Linked DNA regions of Anser cygnoides: region 2 is linked to region 1. A link is a contact called in public Hi-C data. All regions are on one chromosome and are shown on one strand. Each heading gives the region's core, a stretch centred on a gene start, on an enhancer-like site or on the middle of the called end of the contact. The rest is flanking DNA. Distances are from core to core; before and after follow the strand shown.

Region 1 (4,119 bases), core at 1,109-3,608:
ACTCGTTTCCTCTGGAAGACGAAGGAAGCACTTCCTTACCGTGCAGGCGATGGGAGCCCTGGCACAGGTGGTGGCGTCTCCCTCTTTGGAGAGCTCCAGAAGCCACCTGGGCACCCTGCTCCGGTGTCCGGCTGGAGCAGGGCCTGGGCCAGATGGACCCAGAGATCCCTGCCAGCCTCAGCCCTTCTGTGATTCGGTGACTCGTAAAACTGCCGGCATCATCACAAACCTTGGCAGAAAAACCCTAGCGCTGAGCTGACATTATAAATAAGACTATCACCACATAAAATCACGGAAAGATCACAAGCAGGTCAAAAGGTTCAGTCCTTTGCCCTCCCTCTGCAAAAGCAAACAAAAGACGAGATTTCAAACCACAAGCAAAGCCGGGGGGGCATGAGGAAAGCCCCTCATCAGCCTCCCCCAGGCCCCCTGTGGTCCCGAGCCCCCCCAGCAGCACAAGGCTCAGCCCCGCACCCCGCCAGAGACCCCGCCGGAGTGAGCCCCCTGCAGCCGCCCGCAGTGGGGGCAGTGACCCCCTGGAGCGAGCCCCCTGCAGCCCCAGCACAGTGACCCCGGGGCAGCTGCAGCCCTCCTCAGAGCCGGGGAGCGGCGGGGGTCAGAGGGAGAGGACGAGCAGCCCTCCGGCAAAATGTTGGGGCACGGGGAGGGGGGGACTGGTCCTTCTGGCTCGAGGTTCTCTGCCTGCGGTCGTGCTCGTCTGTTTACCTTTGCAAAGACGTTAAGCAGAACTCACGGCACCAGCCTATCCGCACGGCCTTGGAGCAGGCCACCGCGACAGATCAAACCCCTGTGCAAAGCCACTGCGAACAGTTCTGCACCTTCCCGCAGTGGGTACGTCTGAAATGGGTGTATGCCACAGAGCTAGCATGCCCTGAAGATTTCTGCTGGGCCTGCTGGAGGCAGTGAGCAAATTCCTCGTGATTTTGGCAATCCAATAAAAACTGATAATGGGCAGCAGTCCAATGTAATGAAGAGGGAGGCTACAGGGACACAGACGAATGTGAGGAGTCTGCTACAGCAGCCAAACCAAAGGATGTGGTAACTCAGTCTCCCTCGAAGCCCCCGTCAGCAGTGAGCTCCTCATGAAGAGCACCTTTGCCTTCCCAGAGGCCGCAGCCTGGATTTGGAGCCTGCTTTTTCCTTCCTGGAGCTGTGGCAAAGCCAAGTCATCCCCGTGACTGCAACCAGCTGACAGGGATGGGCTCAGAGCAGCCCAAGCTGCAATCTGTCTGCAAACCCCCTTCACCTTCAGCAGCCGCCCAGCCTGCCCCCGCTCCCCGCAGCGCGGTGCCAGCAGCTCCCCGCACCCTGCCCTGGTGCCTCCGGACCTGGGCACGGCTCCTGCTGAGCTCCAGACCAAGGCCCCAGCTGGAGGCCAAAGCAAAACCCCGCAGTGCCATTGCTGCCAGGCATTGCCCTCCCGAGGCTGCTGCCCGCATGAATCCTCAGTCCTGCTTGCCGAGTCCTGAAGGGGCTCTGAGCAGCAGCTCCCACTGCTGTCTTGCAGCAAGCACTGTCCTAAAAGTGCCCCAGACAGACAGAACGCCCCATCTGGTGCACTCCAGATTTCATACTGATAAATTAGCCATCAGTCTTTTTCTTCTTAGACAAGCAGGCTCAGCTTCTAGTCAGTACTTTTTCTCTCCTCCCTCTTACCCTCCCAGTACTCATATTTTCCCACATCCAACGCTGAAGCTGTATCTCTAATTGCACTCATTGCAGAGTAAAACATAATGGCTAGCTATAACACCCAGCTCCGCTGCAATGATCCAAATGTTTCAGTGCAATATTCCCAATGCTGTGATCTTGAAATGAGCTCTATATTAGGAAGAATTATGAAATTTAGAGTAATAATGCCAATCTTAGAGAAGAAAAAGTCAATTATACAGCTCAAGGCTTTTCCAATGATACCTTAAAATAAATCAAGATGCCAAAGTTTGTTCTATTTGCTCCTCCCCACACACCCACTCAGCACAGCATAGATCAAACCACTTTTACGTATCTGGCACCCACTCGTGTGGGCTGGGCAGAACTGGAATCTGCCCCTCAGGAGTTTCTCATTGCCATCGCCACAGCGGTCAAAGCACTGTTTGCAAACTGCTGTCGCTGCAAGCTGTGCCTTGTGCCAATGCCACCCCTCTAATCTGCGTACTGTTGCAGCTCGGGGTGTGCAGCTCCTAAGGTCAGTCCCGCCTAGGAGCAAACAGGTGGGCACTCCCCTCCTGAGCGCCCGCTACCCCAACTTTGTTAGGAACTGTTACACACTTCACCAACGTAGAGGAGCTGTAATATACATAATAGTTCATAATCCCCCCCTTCATACAGAGGTCTCCCGTAACAAGTGACATCCCAAGCGTTTTAAACATGAAGCAGTCGGAGCAGTCACCAGCCCTACGGTGTGCTCTGCGCTGGAGCTTAGCAGAGCCCCCACCCTGCTCTACCTCCACTCTGGTTTACGTGCCGCTAAACATGCAGTGCTTCAGTGAACAACTCCCTCCCCGCTGCCAAACTGTGTGAGATTAGTGTAAGAGTTGTAGGACTTGAGAACAGAAATTCACCTGAGAGTCTTGGTTTACCTTCTAGATAGATCTTTTGGAACACGTTCTGAGCTCATTCTCCCCTGCTTTATGCACTAATAAAACCATTAAGAAAAAGAAACGAGATTCCTGACCAACATCTTCAGAAATCAAGGCATTAATAAGCATCGGATGGTGCAGAAACCTGCAGTGAGATTTTTTGGATAAATGGTGTGAAGAAGGTGAGACTATGAATGGCCGTTTCTTATGCGCAGTACAATAGGAACAGGGCACCCAGTTAAATCATCAGGCACTGTGTAATTAAACTGTAAGAGGCATGACAGCCAGAAGGATAAATGGGTTCAAAAAGGGATTCAATTAATTCAGAGAGGAGAAACCTATCTGTGGCTATTAAGCCCTTCAGTCCCAGTGCAACTTCTGGCTCAGGAAGTCACTAATCTGCTCATTACTAGAAACTGGGAGGCTTGTTTGCAGGCAGGGGGTCACTTGGTATTTGCCCAGTTCCTGCTGGAGACAGGGTACTGGCTAGATGATTTTGGATGCCCCAACATGCTTTGTCTCATGTGGGTCTTCCAACATCTTCTCACAAGACGTGCTGTGGTGCCCCCAGCCTCCAGCACGCGGGGAGCCGGGGGCCACCAGCTCGGTGCCAGGGATGCCCCCACGGCCGGGCCCTGCGGCTCCAGCTGCGCTCCCTCGGGGCAGCGGCCGGGCGTGCTGCAGGGCGCGGGCACGGGGTGCTCCGGCAGCCGGGCCCCCGCCGCGGGGCCATCGCTCACAGCCGCCGGCCCTGCAGCGGGCGCGGAGCACGGCCAGCACAGCACCCGCAGCGCTGCTCCCCGCAGCACCGCAGAGCACGGGCAGAGCAGGCGTTTCTGTAGGTCTGCAAGCCCTGTCTCAGGGGGCAGCCTGTGCCTCAGGAGCAGCAGCAGTCAGCACGTCAGAGCCACGATGGGACCGGCCAAGGGCAAGCCCTGGCACTGGCTTCTGTGTCTGATGCCACCAGAGCAGGATGAGGATAACCCCCTCCTGGAAGTGATGGCCTGAAACTCCCTCAGTGCCTGCACCACACGGGGTGCTCCATGTGCCCCAGTTCAGTTCTGAGTGGTTATGAATACAAAGCATCCCATGATCTGGGCCTCTGACACCGCAGAGACCCCCTGCTCCACTGCAGCCACAGCCACGACCCCACAACCTCCTGTAAAAAGCAGGCATTCGTGCTGTGGATACTTGAAACGCCACCCCTGAGCACTGTGCGCTTGCAGAACCCCCCAGGAGCCTCCCCAGGACGTCCCCTGCTGCCCACGTCCCCGTGGTGCCACCCCCGCGCCCAGCGTCTGCCCTGCAGACACCCGGAGTGTGCCAGCAGCATCCAGCACAGCTGCCCCTTCAGTGCTGTGGGCTCTTTTTCCCTTTGCATTCCTTAAATTTAGGTAATATTTTACTGTTCTAATAAAGTAACTGCATTGGCACAAGAATAACATTAACATTTGCAGTGGGGGGGTTGAGAAAAAAACACCATCTTTAAACCTCCACACAGAAAATGATCCTGATCAACAAA
Region 2 (4,119 bases), core at 1,060-3,559, 440 kb before region 1:
GAACTGTATTAGGAAAAGAGAGTACTTCAAGATGCAGGTAGGAAAAAAAAACTCAAGCCCCTCTCAGTGCATCTCCACATACCAGGCTCTCTTAATTGAGAGTTAACAGTTAAAAACACATTTCTCAGAGTTAAAAAAAAAATATATATCAAAATACATGAAGGTAACATCTATCCTAAGATAACTCTAATTCTAAAGTCATATACAATTAACCAAAATGCTGATTTAATATCTGATATTCAGATTCCTATTAACATTCAATGAAGTCAACAAAGAACTGAAAATCACATGGAGACTGGTAAAAACCAACATGTTTTGTTGGACATTAATGATATCTCCATGAATTTACATTCCATTTCTAATCCTCACTACTATTGGCATTAAGGTAATGGAGATAACGTCTTCCAGATGCTGCATAAAGCCCAATGGGCAGTCTTTGATCTGACGAACTTTCAATATAAATGGACAAAAGAGACCAAAATATGAGAGAAAAGAGACACACAGGGTGGAGTTGGGTTATATGGCATCTATTTTAGAAATACATGATTTATTCAGAGGTTAAACTGAGATTTCTATCTAAGGAACAAAGCAAAGAACTGCAGACAGCACGGAGTCACTTTTCCATTCTAACAATACTGGTATTTGTTGATGGTAAAAACTCTGTGGAGCATACAGGGGTCATGACTTTTGCACGTATGATACTAATTCAGAGTTTGCAACAAAAAACAAGGAGATTTCTTTGTTTCTTTGTCAAAGAAAAAAAATTCTACTGATAATTCTTTTCACAATTATTTCTGTAACTTGTATAATTCCTCTTTTCATAATCTCACATTTTATAATGTGAAGATATCACTGAATCTCTATCACTGAAGATAGGCTGTTTCCATGTTTCAAGCAAGAATAGCTTCCTGTGGACAGTAAAACTGGCTTCAAACCAAATTTTAGTCTAAAAATACTGGTATGCCATAGCATAATCTCATTATTGCTATGGAAAACAATCCGTTTGTGTATAAGACACATGCTTTCCTTCAAAGATTATGCTATATTCTGATTTTTTTTTTCCTTTGTTCTGCAGTCTGGAAGTCATTGTACTTCAAGGAAGTGAATGTTTGCAGCTATGTATAGGGCCCCATCACAAAAAAAAATATCAGTAATTTACACAGGGTAGCAGTACCATTTTTATTCTACGTGAAGCAGGAAAGTACTCTTTTTTCTAGTCTAGAGATGGAGAAGTAGGAACAATAACTGTGACATATGTCAGCTGGAAGAAGTCTGCAGGTGACTTCACTGGGGAGTGGGTCAGACCGAAAAAAATAAATGACCATCCCAGAGTTACACAGGAAATCTGCAACACTGTCAGCAACTGGATATTTATCTTCTGGGTTTCTTTACTGTCAACTGCTTTACTACTACTGTGATGGAGGCAAAAAAGAAATAGTAACTGTTAAATTTCCTTTTGCTCTTAGTCAGAGATGTGCTGATGTCCCAGCTCTTCCAACAGCTATAGCAAGTGTGTGATGATGAACTTGGTAACATAGATTAGCACTTGTCTTGAGCTGGCAGGCTTGCTCACCGCTTAGCATAATACACTCTTACTGCACAACTAAGGCTCCTAAACATTACCAGAGCTCACAGCAATAATTAACAAGAGATTAGGTGTCAAAATGGTTGTGGGAGAAGGTATAATATCTTCTACCAACTGAGTAAGGCCAGGTAAAATACTGCATAGGATTCCAGAAGGGTCTTTCTCATGCTGGGCACTATTCCAAGCTAATGTTCATATACATCACATTTACAGTATTGTTCCCACACTGATTAACTCAAAACCATCAACACAGATCAGAAGTGGTTTAACAAGAAACAGTCTTACTTTAAAGGAATTTTACTTTGATGTAAGAGAAGAATAGTCCTACCTGTCCATTAAAACCAACCCCATCTGTAGATTTGAGAAATTCATTGTAAACTTGGTTTGCTCTAGTGATCACCATGGCAACTGCATCCTGGTACTGAGGGGACGAAACAGCCAGCAAGGGCAAGGCAGCCAGTGGGATGTGGTCTTCACTGCTGCTGAGACAGCTTTCATCATAGCTGTAGGGATTTAGGCTAAAGAAGAACATGCTATCATCAGGAAAAATGCAAAAGGCATCACACAGCATTAGTTAATGAACAGTTACTTATTAACAGAAATGGGCTTTGCTATTGCAGTTGACAATGAAAGTACAGGAAGGATCATTTTCTCACAACACTCAACAGCTTAACAATCACGGAGTTACTGCTTTACAAAACTGAGACAATGCTAGAAGGCATTCCTGTAATTAAGCACACATGGTGCAATTTTTCTGCCTTATTTTTACATGTAAAAGTAGACATAATTTAGATGAGTGAAGAGATTATTATTGCCTTTCAGCTTCCCCCCCATACACTAACTCACTACATTAAAAAATGGGGTCAAATGATCACAATGAAGTATTGTTTCACAGAACGTGTGTGACAGGCACATTGTTCAAAAGTGTATAAAAACTTTTTTTCCAATGTTCCACCCATTCAAACAGCTGGAACAAAGTTGCCTATGTTCTGAAATGTTATGTAATTGTTTGCAGAGTAACATTTTGCAAAAAGGTGGAAACTTGATAGAAAATGCAAGCTTAAATTTGTCAGAATGCCAGTTTTATTTTAGTTTGGATGTGTACCCTGCAAGTTTTTCATTAAACCTGTCAGTCATGTCTCAACTGATTTTTATTGATGAGTGAAGTCAAAGGTGCAAGGCACGTTACTGTGTGCCAGATTCTCTTCCAGTAAGCTGACTGTCCAGTCAGAAGCATTTTCAACAATTCAGCTCATCCAAAGTTCATCCAAAGCCACAGGCAAGCAAATTCAATATACTTCAACATTATTTTGCAGTCATTATCTTTAGGAACTTTGTGGGCTATCACAATATTGAAAATTGAGCTCCCTGAACTGGAATTAAAGTCTGTGTCTCTGCTAAAACCTGCATCCTCAGGGCTATCACCAGGGTAACAGAAGAAGAAAAGATGACTTGCAATGCTCAAGTATGAAGGTCAGTCTGTATTCATATCCTCAGCTTCACAGAACATTTCCATACTTGACTATTGCTGAAGCACTCCAGTGATTTGGTAATTTTCAAGCAGAGCAGGAGCAACAGAAAGGAGGAACAAGGAAGAAACTTTTCCTGAATGTAGAAAGCATGTGGCTAAATACAGGTAAAGATGAAACACAGGTCCCTCATAATTTCCTTAGGTCAGCCTCTGGCCACGGCAGAGGTGAAAGGAGAAAGCAGAGGGGAAAATCACCTATGGGGAAACACTTGTTTGGATAACTATCAAACCTTGACCTTGCCCCACTTGTGAATAATGAAAGGATAAAACACTACACAGCCAACCAAGAGGCAAAGTATGTTTCACCTCAATCAGGTAAGGCTTTTCTCTCCCACTTCTTGCAGTACTGCTAAACACAAACAGTGGGAACTAGATAACATTTTGCAGTTGTGAGCAAAGTACTGTCAGTAATTTAGGTGCATAACCATATTTCTTGGCACAGTTCTTTAAGAATTTAAGAAATGGAAGAAAATCTCAATAAAATACTACCTCTATATATATGAGACAAAAACAACATAGTGCTCCACTGCGGTCATTAACTTTCCTGTCTGGTTCTTGTTTAAACACGACGTTTGGTCTGCAAGGAGGTAAAGGAAAGTGATTCCTTGGTGTAGTAACAACAAATGTATTTCAAGACCTAATTCTGCCACAGACTTCTTACCTTCAGCAAGTGTCTAGCTCCTCTGTGCCTAGATTTCATAGACATTATCTCATTGCCTTAGCTCACAGGGTTAAAACTAGCTAAACTCTTAAATACAGTAGCAACGTCATCCACAAGCATTAAAAATGGAATTTCAGTCAGGGAGTTGACACCAACTCCAGAATTAGGCACCATTAATTCTTAATTGAAAAATGCATCTTGTGCAATTTGATAGATTATTAAAAGAGATGAAATTTTAACACCTAGAAAATTACCTTGTCTTGTACACATTTGTTGCTGTACAATGAAGTCACTTATTTACATTTGGATTTTTCCAGGCTGAGCATTTGCATTAATTCCTCT

What was found. Hi-C and Micro-C count contacts between places; a contact is called where the count stands out from the background.
Region 2: a contact with region 1 is called in a Hi-C map of liver, with 4 times the contacts expected there. The contact joins two enhancer-like sites. A contact is called at or near these places in 2 of 7 Hi-C or Micro-C datasets (both in liver).

Annotation. Positions count from the first base shown.
Region 1 is chr18:12,642,605-12,646,723 of Taihu_goose_T2T_genome, reverse strand. No RefSeq gene overlaps it. Among named protein-coding and RNA genes, the nearest start is that of RAP1GAP2, 110 kb to the right of the region's middle. Within about 2 kb of position 2,358, at least 2 of the 3 cell types and tissues checked have open chromatin away from gene starts, as enhancers often do. A contact at or near this core is called in liver, where this site is marked.
Region 2 is chr18:13,086,566-13,090,684 of Taihu_goose_T2T_genome, reverse strand. It overlaps PITPNM3 (PITPNM family member 3), which reads right to left. Exons shown (of 19, transcript XM_066979695.1): 6 at 1,914-2,103. Among named protein-coding and RNA genes, the nearest start is that of PIMREG, 46 kb to the left of the region's middle. Within about 2 kb of position 2,309, at least 1 of the 3 cell types and tissues checked has open chromatin away from gene starts, as enhancers often do. A contact at or near this core is called in liver, where this site is marked.